Regions from separate parts of the Mus musculus genome. Here regions 1 and 3 are each linked to region 2. A link is a contact called in public HiChIP or PLAC-seq data. All regions are on one chromosome and are shown on one strand. The core of a region is the stretch at or near the end of the contact, and the rest is flanking DNA. Distances in the headings are between cores, read along the strand shown.

Region 1 (3,866 bases), core at 810-3,309, 49 kb after region 2:
GTGCAGAGATGCCTTCAGGGAACCTTGACTGGAATTGGCACAGAGCAGGACACGCAGCATGCTACATCTGTGGTTCCTAAGACAATAGTGTCCATGGTTGGAGATTTAGTCTTTTATCGTGTGGACTCCTACCTTCCTGTTATACACACTTACAGATAGAGTCAGGCCTTCCCATTCCAGGCTTACTATTGATTTCCTCCATTTCCAATGCTGCATCCACAGTTGTTTTGTAACAGAAGAAATAACCTATGTAAAAGTACAAAGCAAAGAAAATATGTCTATAGTTTACATTTTATTTTGGGTACTGTAATCTCCAAGGATAAACACATCCTTGCCATGGTGTCTCAGCGGTGAGCAGGGCTCCTGCTTTGCTAAAAGCTGACTTTCATCCTTTGCTCATTGTCAGGACCAAGAGGAGAAGATCATGGACCGTGGCCTTTGAACCTCTTCCCTAAGCCATGGGTGGAGACATGATCTGGGACTCTACCCTTTCTGCCCATGGATGCTTGGGCACTAAGAACAGCTTCTCAGGGACTGGGAGGGCTGGAGAGATGGCTCAGAGGTTAGGAGCACTTACTGCTCTTCCAAAGGTTCTGAGTTCAACTCCCAGCAACTACATGGTGGTTCACAACCATCTGTAGTGGGATCTGACGCCCTCTTCTGGTGTGTTTGGAGACAGCAACAGTGTACTCATAAATAAAATAATTCTTTAAAAAAAAAAAAGAAAAGAACAGCTTCTCTCAAAGTCTGACTGTTGCACTGTGTCTGCAACCTGAAAGACAGACAGAAAGCTGGCTGTCGGGAGTGTTCCTCCTATTCACCGAGAAGAGTACCAAATATCTAAAAGGTACACAATCCATGTGGTTTATGCTTAATCCCTAACCTCTCTGGGAGTCCGGCAAGTTGGTGTATCTAAGTAGAACGCACTCCTGGGACAAGCCAACAGTAAACTCTGGCATCCTGTTTTGTTATCTATGTTTTGCCCAAGCGAACATTTCACACATTCATGACAATGCATTACCAGAGAAAGACAGTCTATCCTGTGTGACTCTGTAAGAGAAGTCCCATGTGGGCTCATACCTCCTTGCCTCAGAAGCCCCCCTCCCCACTCATTCCTCTGTATTAGTCAATACTACTGCAGGTGTCAACTGTGCTGAGACCTGTATGTGGGGCTATAAATCGCAAGATGAAGCCCCCCAGCCTGGGAACCCCCTGGTGTCTCAGCACCTTCAGGAGCTTGGTCTTCTTCCAGAACATTCCATCTCTTGCTGTTCACCTCCTTGGCCTTATTTCATGCCACAGGACTTGGCAGCACGCCACACAGGGACTCCTCCTGTGGGAGAAATCACAGGGCCATCAGTTCAATTTGATGGAATTTGATACCAGGTTCTCTGTGTACAAGGCCTTGCTAGATTAATTGGTCCCTTTCAATAAGGCCATACTGAACATTTGTCAGTTTGTAATGAGGGGCTTGCCTGGCCTTATTTGTTTACAGATTTCGTTTTCAGATTATAAATGATATTTCTATTGTTCTGTGTGACTACATCATTGAGTGGTTCAGAAAGAGTTCAGTAGCATTGAAGTAAGCAAGAGAAGTGGTTATCCTAATCAGATTTTCCTATTCATTCCTTCCTTATTTAAATGTGTATATATGTTTGTTTATGGGTGTACACCAGCCACGGTTCACATGTGGAGGTCAGAAGACAACTTGGAGGAGCCACTTCCATCCTCCCAACAAGTGTGATCCAGAGACTGAACTCACAGCATCGGGCTTCGTGGCAGGTGTCTACACCTGCTCAGCCTTTTGAGTACCCACCTGATTAAGTCTCTGTACAAAATCTCCTTATTCTGATACTTTAGTAATCAGTTCAGAATATATTGAGCAACTTCTGGATTCACTAATTTCTTTTCTCTTCTCTTCTCTTCTCTTCTCTTCTCTTCTCTTCTCTTCTCTTCTTTTCTTTTCTTTTCAGATTTCTTTATTTTATGTATGTGAGGACACTGTTGCTGTCTCCAGAAACGCCAGAAGAGGGCACCAGATGGTTGTGAGCTACCATGTGGTTGCTAGGGATTGAACTCAGGACCTCTGGAGTGCAGTTGATGCTCTTAACCTCTGAGCCATCTCTCCAGCCCTGGATTCACTAATTTCATAAACAAAAACAATAAAAATTCTAACAAACAATTTAAATTTCAGCTAATCTACAAATAGTAAAAAGAGATTCGCCAATTATATGTCAAAGCTCCCCTTTCCTTCATTCCCACCTCCATGTAGTTGTCATAGCCGTCCTTCATAGCCGTCGGTCACAAGCCAACTAGGAAATGAAAGTTCAGGGAGGCATTTTAACACAGATCTACCTGAGTGCGAACGGTTTCTGCTCCGTGCTACTTGACTTTCAGGTGTTGCTGTGCTTATCAATAGGATAGATAGCATTCTTGTATAAGTGTATTTGTAAAGAAAGTATATTTGTGATTGAAATGACAGAACAGTAATCAATTATTGTGGAGCTCATGACTATGATGTCAATTCTGAAGGAATTTCAACACAGGAGAAAGAAGTTGCCCTGGCGCAATGGCACGCTCTAAGGGGCACAGAGGAAGTTCCTGCTCAGGGCAGCTCGGCATGACCAGAGGACTCAGCAAGCAGGGGTGAGGGGGAAGGGAAGATCAACTGTATGGTTTAGGCTCAACAGGTCAGATGAAGGTGGAAGGAGATGTGGGTGAGAATGGAGGTCCCGCTGGGATAGCAGGCTGCTCAGGACAGCTCGGCATGCCCAGAGGACTCAGCAAGCAGGGAAGATGGGTGGGGGGAGGGATGCTTACCTGTATGGTTCAGGCTTGGTATCTCAAGGATTCTTTTGATAGGAATCAAGGATGCACAAATCAAGGCTCAGCTAGGCTCATGCTTTGATGGTGTTGCTAGCAATATCAGGGCTTTTTTCCCCTTGTGGTTTTAATCTCATGGATGAATAATTCAGTAAGACTCTTGAAAGAAGCTCATGAACAATTTCATTCAAGTGTTGTAAGAGAAACAAGACAAGCTAGCTGGAAGCCTCGGGAGCTGCAAACAAGATTGAATGACAAAGATGGAAGAAAGCCATTCCCGTTGTAATGGACATCGCCGAGCAGCCATGTTTAGGAAAAATGTGCAAATGATCAAGATAGAACGTGAGAGGGTCCAGAGTGTACAGCAATGCAGAAATGCAGTCATCATCTTTGGATGGCACTGGAAAAATAGAAGGAAGAAGAGGAAGAAGAGGAGGAGGTAGAAGAAGACAAAGACCGATGACTACAAAGACAATGAAGGAGGAGGAGGAGAAGGAGGAGAAGGAGAAGGAGGACAGGGAGGAGGAGAACAAGGAGGAGGAGGAGAGGAAGGAGGAGGAGGAGGGCAGAGAGGAGAAGGAGGAAGAGGAGAATCATCACTCTTTTCTGAAATAGGACTGTGGTGGATTAAATGGAAATGGGCCCCATAGGTTCATAAAGAGTGGCATTATTAAGTGCTGTGGCTTTGCTAGAGGAGATATGGACCTATTGAAGGACCTGTTTCACTGGGGGTGGGCATTTAGGCTTCAATGCTCAAGCCAGGCCCAGTGTCTGTGATTATGGTTTCTCTTCACAGCAATAAGACTCTAAGATGGAAGTTGGTAGCGGGGCCAGGGGAACTGCCATGGCAGGCCAGACAATGCTTTCGTTTGGAGGAATATGGAACCCTTTGGGGCTTTGAACTAGAAGAGCAATTGGGCAATTCAAGCAAGGTTTACTGGGTCATACTAGCTGGAGCATGGAACACAATGGTGCTAAGGGTTATTTAAACTGTGTGGACACAATTCGGGAGGATTCAGAGGGGGATATTAGTATGGGGCCCA
Region 2 (3,721 bases), core at 951-3,450:
TTGAGGAATTGCTAGAGAAAAGTTCATGACAAAGCATGTAGAGGTCATATAGAGGTCATTAGAGGTCACACAGAAAGCAGCTGAGGAGAGGCCTTAGACACATGGAACTGAGCAATGCCATCATGAACCCTGGTCAAGAGGGTCTAGACCAGTGGCTCCCAACCTTCCTAATGCTGTGACCTCTTAACACAGTTCCTTATGCTGTGGTGACCCACAACCTTAACATTATTTTATTGCTACTTCAGTCTTTTGATACGGTTCTGAGTCATGATGTAAATATCTGATCTGCTAGACATCTGACAGGAGGCTGCCTAGGGGTCCCGACCCACAGGTTGAGAACCATTGTCTAGAGGACTGGCAGCAAGGGAGACAAGCACCCTGTGGCACTCAGGTCCCTTCCTGAGTGGCCAGACCAGAAGTAGTAAGGAAAGATGGCAAACAGGTATCTCTGTACTCAGCATGTCTGGGTGAAGGGACAGTCCCAGGCCCATGCAACATGTGACTTACGACAATTTCCAGTATAGACAGGCAGGAGATCCTCGAAGATCCCGGAGAGTCACCAGGGGAAGAGAGAGGTCTAGGGTTAGATGCAGAGGCAGCAGAGCAAGTGAGGAAGAGCCTTACAGGACAGCCTTCTGGTTCCAGTACGGACATTAGGTTCCAGCTAAAGATTTGTTAGAGCCAGTAGTAGGATATGGTCTGAAGCTGTAATTCAGTCCATGAGGACAGAGAAGGAGTCTTCTTTTAAAGCTTTTAAGAAAGAGGTAAGGAGAGGGGAGATGCTGCTACAGAGATGTGGATGAAGATCCAATTCATTGGGCGATAAGGTTCAAAGGCCCTATGTGCTGTGCGGGAGCAGAGGCAGGGGCCTGAACCTCAGGCAAATTCTTTACTTAACAGGTCACAGAGATTTCTGTCAAACAATGGCTAATGCATGATCTCTGGAATACAGCATGTGGAATATATGAACAGGTTAGTTTATGATCTGTGAGACATGACAGTGATCTGTCAGCAGAGGGGTTGTCTGTGCCCCTGTCTGGGAGGGACTGGTCCCTAGCTATATGATGAGACACCTACCTGCTGGTACACTAGGTACAGAAGCGACACATCTGGACCTAAATCATCTGTGGTGATTTCAGAGCACAGTATGGTGTGTGTGTGTGTGTGTGTGTGTGTGTGTGTGTGTGTGTGTGTGTGTGTGTGTGTGTGCGTGTGCGTGTGTGTGTGTGTGTCTGTATGTCTGTCTGTCTGTCTGTGTGTGTGTGTGTGTGTGTGTGTGTGTGTGTGTGTGTGTGTAAGAGAAAGAGACACAGAGAGAGACAGACAGACAGAGAAAGAGAGGTACAGAAAAAGAAAAATTAGGGAGACAGAAACACTCACATAGAGACAGAAACAGAGACAGAGACAGAGAGACAGAAACACATACACACATACATACACACACAGAGGTGGGTAATTTGGTATGTCTCTGGCACTTCCCAAATGAGCTTGCCAAATACACCCAGTACCAAGGGAGGTTCTACATCTCTGGCTCTGTCCCCAACACTTCTTCATTCTTGTAGGTAATTTTCTCTACCCTCTCTCTTTCTCTGCCCTTCTTCCATTTCTCATTGAAGACAGAGAGAGCTATGTCTCCCACTCACCTTGTCCCACAGATGTGTGACCAGAAACTCAGGATAGGGACTGAAGTAACATATGGGTGGCAAAGTTAGAAGGAACACAGTAGTTAGCCCCACATAGAGCTTTCAGGGAGTCCTCCCTGCCACCAGGCCTCCAGTGATAAAGCTGTGTCCTCCCAGAACCCCAGAATCGCAGAGCCCCAGAGAACATCCTAACCGTACCTCTTCCAGAGCCCTGACTTTGTTCCCCGCTCCAATGTTCCGGCATGCCCCTCCTCTACTCACTGACTTGGAGTCTGAGACCTAGTCTTTCTAGAGAGATCAAGTTTGAGGAATATGCTACCCCAGCCCTGTCTTATGCTGTCCTTTTCCACCCTGGAGACCCTCACAGCCCCTGCTTTGCGCCCATCCTTAGCTCCGTATCAGGAAGCCACTTACCTCTGTGCTTGGGCGACAGGCAGCCTCCTTCGGGAGCCTCCAAGTGCCAGTGAGCTGCAGGCTCTTCCTATTTATTTGTGCCCCATCTGGAGGAAACAGAGAGCAGATTGAGGAAGTTGCCAGTGCCCTTTCACAAGCAGCTTTGCTTGCTTCTCAGAATTGTGGACACTAGCCTCTGATAAGACTCACGACATTTAGTTCTGCCAGAGTAGCTCGATCCCCACCATCTCCACATCAGCTCTCATGTGCCCTTCAGGTCTCAGCCTGGAATGGCCTCCTCCACACCCACCTCCCTGACTTCTCTGGAGGAAGCAGACACAGAGGGCAATAACCACCTCCCTGCGAGTGTGTGCCCAGAGCCAGGTAGAGCTGGGGTGGACTTGGAGGGCACCACTTCTCAGCATGTGGCCTTATGCAAATCAGCTACAGGTGGCCTCATAAAGCCTTGGGAACTCTTGGGGTATTTTTCTAGAAGGACCTAAAATCCAGAAGGGTTTTTGAGGGTTATGCTTTTGTCATGGAAAACCTAAGTTGACAACAGTCAGTAGGCAGTGGGAGCAGTCTTGATCCCTGGCTGTCAGCTTTGGCTTTCCCTTCTCTGTCCTGCCCTAGAGTCCCTGTCATCTTCTCCCATCTTGCAATCAGAGCAAGTGATGTTTTGTGTCTGTTCTCCTCCCCCAGTGCCCAGCCATAGCTCAGAGATGGTTTTCATGACTGGATGTATAGTGAATGAATGAATGAATGAAAAAATGAATAACTTGAGGCTGCTGGGGTTAAGAGGAGGGAAGTAAGACACTCCCTCAGGAAAAAAGTCAATGGGGACACCAAAACCCTGTCATAGGCATGAGTAATTTTTTTAATATGGTAAAAATACAAGCAAATAAGCGTAAAAATATAAGGGATGAAATGTCAGCCTTTTTTTAAAAAAAAGGTAGCTTTTTTTATGCATGAGACATTTCTTATCTCCCAATACAGAGCTACAGATGCAGGAGACCAGACAGTAGGAGAAGTGCCCCTGGGCACGGGGACAGCAGTCAGTTCCAGATGAACAGAAACCTTCCACCAACCTCGGCCTGATTCTATTCTCAGAGATCAGTGTGCCCGAATCTTATACTTCTAATCCACAACACTGCAGATCCTCATGTCCAGACACCAATGGGTTTGTTTTTACTTCATATTTTCTTTTATTCAACAGAAAACGAAAGTCAAGAAGTTCGGTGGCTGACTTGTCGCGAGGGGTGCAATCCATGGGGCACATGGCAGGTGTCTTGGTTCACAATGGTGTTCACTAGGTACTTAGTCAATCCTTTCTCCCCGTGCAGTAGCTATGTCATAGTCATGGCAGCAAACGACACAGAGTATGAATTGTGTGGTACCTATGAGAGGCTCTCATGGAACACGGGATACCCACACAAGGCAGGTGGTCTCTGTCTGATAACTGGATCCACTGTCCTATGTGGCCTTGAAATTCAGAGAGATTAGTGTCTCCTCACACATTGCATAACTATTTCTCCAAATATCTTACTGTTTGAGGAAATTGACACATCATCCAGACAGCCCTTGAAATCAATGCATAAATGATCATGTCCACCATCCCCACCTACACGGGACACCCCGGACATGTAAAACTGACAAGAAATCCTTGATCCTCAGATCATACAGCA
Region 3 (4,173 bases), core at 460-2,959, 38 kb before region 2:
GGGCTACTCCTCCCACTGATGTTCAACAAGGCCATCCTCTGCTACATACGTGGCTGGAGCCATAAAATACTTGAAGGGAGAAACCTAACGGCTTGGTGCTAGATTTGAATGGGCTAAGAATAAGCATTCAGAGAGATGGAGCAAAAAAAGACAGGGCCTTTATTCACACAGCAGCCATGGCTACCAGCACAAGATGAAGCCAGTTAAGATCCCAGCAGAGATGGGGTGGGTGACTTCACGACCGGCCCCTTACTCAGGAGCTGTGACGGAGAGAGGGAAAGCCTTCTCTGTGTTAGCGGTTGCTGGTATGTTCCTCTTGTTCTGGTGGATGGCCACCGTGCACAAATGGGCAGCACTAACTGAACAAACTTAGTGTTCTGTCAAACTTCTTTTTACAAAGCAAATCTTATGTGATATTGTGCTCAACTCTAAAGAGTTGCATTTGGCAGCCACAGTGGCTTCTGCTATTCGCCCCTGTGTTAATGGGCTTCCTTGCAGCTTTAGGTCTATTTAAGGTAAAATGTCCAGATTGGAAGTGAGAGAGTGTTGGCTGATGATGGAGATACTGATGAGGTACTGATAGACTCACTAAGCTAGCCAGTGACAACTGTGTCACTACCCCTGGTGTCCAAGAACTAGCATTCCAATCATGTAACGTCCAGGAGCAACCAAGAAAAGATAACATCTGCTATCTTTAAATAGAGGATCCAATTTTATAATCTGTTATTATTCAATTAAATCTCTCCCCCTCTCCCTCCTTCCCTCTTTCCCTTCTCTGCCGCACTGTGTGTGTCTGTGTGTGTGTGTGTGTGTCTGTCTGTCTGTCTGTCTCTCTCTCTCTCTCTCTCTCTCTCTCTGTGTGTGTGTGTGTGTGTGTGTGTGTGTGTGTGTGTGACTGATTCTTCATCTATCTTCCCCTTTTGGTTTGAGATAGGCTCTCTCCCTGGCCTAGAACTCCATCAAGTAGGGCCAGGCTAGCAGCCAGCAAACTCCCAGGGCTCCATCAGTCCCCCTTACCCCCACCCCTACCCCTACTCCCATTTCACCATGACTTGAGACTTCAAGCATGATCCACCATGCTTGGCTTCTGTGGATGTTTAGGACGTTAAACTTAGGTCATTGTGCTTCAGCAGCCAGTCTTTACCGACTGAGCTCCAGCGTCGTGTTCTAACTCGGTAAGGATCTCCTCAAACCAGGGGCACACACTCAGTGGTGGCATTCTGGGCTGGGAAAAGCAATTGTAGAGTGTTATCTTGCCTGCTGCACCAGTCCCTTCCTGGACTTATGTGAAAAGCACGGCTCCATTTTTATTTCTCCCTAGGGTGCGTGGGCTGTGTAACCTCTGTACAGGGAATTTCAGAGGAAGGGTGAATGATTTTTTTCCAACATATAAACATGGTACAATCACAAAGCCCAAGATTCCACAATTCCCTCAGGGTCATTCGCACAATGGCAGGGTTTGGGGGCGGGGGGGGGGAGCAGGGTCGCTAATAAACCAGAATTGACTGCTTGACCCAGATTAAACTTGTAAAGATGTTTGTAGACAAACGTGCCCACTGAGGTATGGACAATGTCTTGTGACTAACAAGAAGATGACATCAAACTTCATCCTTACAGAGAACAGTGATAAGTCCAAGAGTGTGGGCGAGCCTGCAAGCCAGCAGAGCTGATGCAGAAAGTCAGGTTGACTGTGACTCATCTGTGGGTCCTTCTCTGCGTGATGGGGAAGTGGCTGGTTGGGACAGATAAGAGCAGAGCAGGGGGGTGAAATGATAGGGACACAGGCGTGATAATGCCACATGTTTATATTTGTTAGTTACTGACCTTGAACCAAAGGATGACCAGGGGATCATGGGAAATACTCTTATTTTAAAATGGCCTCTTTGAATTTGTTATCCTGTGGTGTCTAATAAGGGGCATTGTTGTCCCATCATTAGGTGATGCCATTTAAACTCTTTATAAATGCATACATGTACATATAGATATACATATACAAATGCATATGTATTAGAAAGTTTCCATAGTAGGTTTCCATTTTTTTCAAGACATCTTTAGTGTTATTCATCCCTCTCTATGTTCCCTCTACCCTGCCCTACCATCGTCCTCCAGTAAAGTTCACCTCCTGCCCCACTATTCCTATTTAAGCTTTTGTTTCATCCTGCCTCCCTCTTGAAATCCCCCCTTACTGATTTCCTGACCTCCATGCCTATTCCCAATGGAACACACATATCTGAAGATGCCAGGCTCACACCCTCAAGTGAGAGAAACATAAATGTCAGCTGTCTTCCTGTGTTACCTCACTCAGAATGATGGTTTTCAGCTCTTACATTTACCTTGAATTTTGTATTTCCTAACATTGAGTAATAGCCCAGGGCATAAATGTATAACATTTTTTATTATCTATTCTTCAGTTGACACATATATCAAGGGATGGGTATACTTCTTTGGCATCATTGCAAACGAGGTTTCATAGACTCCCCACCCCCTGCCCCCTGCCCCCCGCCCCCTGCCCCTCAACACTAGATGCCATTGTCAGTGCTTTAAGTACTCCAGAACTTGACAGATAGGTCCAACTGCAGAAGGCACCACATGCTTGGGTCCTAGAACATGGGGAAATTAGCTTGCACTCATCCTGACTGGCTAGCATTCATAACACTGGAGAGTGCTATGTACTCTTGATGGAGAAAAGAAATCACCAGACCCACCTGTCTGTGAACCCTGTGTGTTTACACAATGGTTGCCTGGAAGGACACACCCACATACCCACTAGTGCAACAGTGGCCTGAACATAATGGGACTGGCTGACCACTTTCTGAGTGGCTTTGAGGCCACGCCATAAGCTAAAACTCATAATGGGATCTCCTCCTGGGACCAGGATCCTGTGGCTAGACGTACCGTAGGCCCTAGGGGAGACTCCACTACTGTTACTCTGCTAAATGGACTCCTGTACTCTTCCATAGACCCATAAATTGGCGCATGATCAATCTTTACCAGAGAGGCTTCTTTTTGCAGTAGATGGTGACTAACATGGAGAGCCACAACTTAGAGAGATGTGGACAGAGGCCACAGAATGATCAGTCCTAAATAACACACACACACACACACACACACACACACACACACACACACACACGCAGAGGGATTATCACAGAAGACGGGATGTGTATAAGAAAAGGGTTTTGCAGGAACCACAGGGAAGCTGTACATATGAATTCATAGCATTTGAGATGGTATACAACAACTCTGCAGGCTCAGGCCACACACAATCCCAGCATGAAGAGTGGGGGCAGGCATGAAGTCCTACCCCTAGCTGAGAAACTATTGGCAATTGGTGGCCCCTAGGAGAAGGAGGGACAGCTTTCTTTATGAATGTGACCCCTGAGGGGTAGTCTACCCTTCAGTGACAGCCGCACATCGGAGAGCATATGGGCCAAACAAATTGTGTTTGAATTTTGTTTTTATTTGAAGAGGACACAAAGTTGGCTTGGTAGAAAAGGTAGGTAGGTCTGGGAGCAGAGAGACAGAGGGTAAATGTTTAAACGCACTGTGAGATACTCTCAAAGAGCTAAAAAAAAAAAAGGGGGGGTGGGGAGAAAAACAAAAGAAAAAAAAACAGATCTCTTAGGCAGGAATTTGTTTCTTCTTCCTTCTCCTTCCATCCGTTTGTGTGTAAGTGTATGTGTGTGTACATGTCTGTGTATGTGTCTGTGTGTGTGTTTGTATGCATATATATACATGTGTGTGTGTATATATATATGTGTGTGTATGTGTGTTTGCATGTATGTATATATATGTGTGTGTATGTGTTTGTGTGTATGTTTGTATGCATATATATGTGTGTGTGTGTATATATATGTGTGTGCATGTGCATATATGTATATATGTGTATGTATACATATATGTATATATGTGTGTGTGATATATGTGCACATGCATGTACAGATGCATGTGTTCATATATTTGCTTTTGGATGCCAAGGAGGACATCAAGTGTCCTGCTTTATAACTTTTACTTAATGTCTCTCTCTCTCTCTCTCTCTCTCTCTCCCTCTCTCCCTCTCTCTCTCCCTCTCTCCCTCTCTCTCTCCCTCTCTCCCTCCCTCTCTCCCTTCCCCCTCTCTCCCTCTCTTCCTCTCTTTGGATCTATAGCTGTTCCAGTGGTCGAGCACAAGTG

The links. HiChIP or PLAC-seq counts read pairs in DNA pulled down with a chosen protein or histone mark.
Region 1: a contact with region 2 is called in an H3K4me3 HiChIP or PLAC-seq map of bone marrow-derived macrophages, with 2.2 times the contacts expected there. The contact joins the enhancer-like site here to the promoter of Csf2rb2 in region 2. A contact is called at or near these places in 3 of 39 promoter capture datasets (the C10 cell line, the SN4741 cell line and embryonic stem cells), 2 of 15 datasets of contacts at CTCF or cohesin (CD8 T cells and the NIH/3T3 cell line), 32 of 484 Hi-C or Micro-C datasets (the AtT-20 cell line, B cells, the F1.1 cell line and 19 more), 3 of 115 datasets of contacts at active chromatin or transcription factors (bone marrow-derived dendritic cells, bone marrow-derived macrophages and embryonic stem cells) and 2 of 9 other capture datasets (adipose tissue and liver).
Region 3: an H3K4me3 HiChIP or PLAC-seq map of bone marrow-derived macrophages shows a contact between it and region 2, with 3 times the contacts expected there. The contact joins the enhancer-like site here to the promoter of Csf2rb2 in region 2. A contact is called at or near these places in 2 of 39 promoter capture datasets (macrophages and neutrophils), 2 of 15 datasets of contacts at CTCF or cohesin (the G1E-ER4 cell line and the NIH/3T3 cell line), 20 of 484 Hi-C or Micro-C datasets (the G1E-ER4 cell line, the HPC-7 cell line, adipose-derived mesenchymal stem cells and 14 more), 8 of 115 datasets of contacts at active chromatin or transcription factors (CD8 T cells, the HPC-7 cell line, acute myeloid leukemia and 5 more) and 3 of 9 other capture datasets (adipose tissue, liver and pancreatic islet).

Annotation. Positions count from the first base shown.
Region 1 is chr15:78,353,137-78,357,002 of GRCm38.p6, forward strand. No RefSeq gene overlaps it. Among named protein-coding and RNA genes, the nearest start is that of Mir7676-2, 6.5 kb to the left of the region's middle. Within about 2 kb of position 2,060, at least 17 of the 459 cell types and tissues checked have an H3K27ac peak or open chromatin away from gene starts, as enhancers often do. A contact at or near this core is called in bone marrow-derived macrophages, where this site is marked.
Region 2 is chr15:78,303,521-78,307,241 of GRCm38.p6, forward strand. Csf2rb2 (colony stimulating factor 2 receptor, beta 2, low-affinity (granulocyte-macrophage)) reads right to left here and starts at 2,201. Exons shown (of 14, transcript NM_007781.3): 1 at 2,058-2,201.
Region 3 is chr15:78,266,347-78,270,519 of GRCm38.p6, forward strand. No RefSeq gene overlaps it. Among named protein-coding and RNA genes, the nearest start is that of Mir7676-1, 16 kb to the right of the region's middle. Within about 2 kb of position 1,710, at least 64 of the 459 cell types and tissues checked have an H3K27ac peak or open chromatin away from gene starts, as enhancers often do. A contact at or near this core is called in the G1E-ER4 cell line, the HPC-7 cell line, acute myeloid leukemia and 6 more, where this site is marked.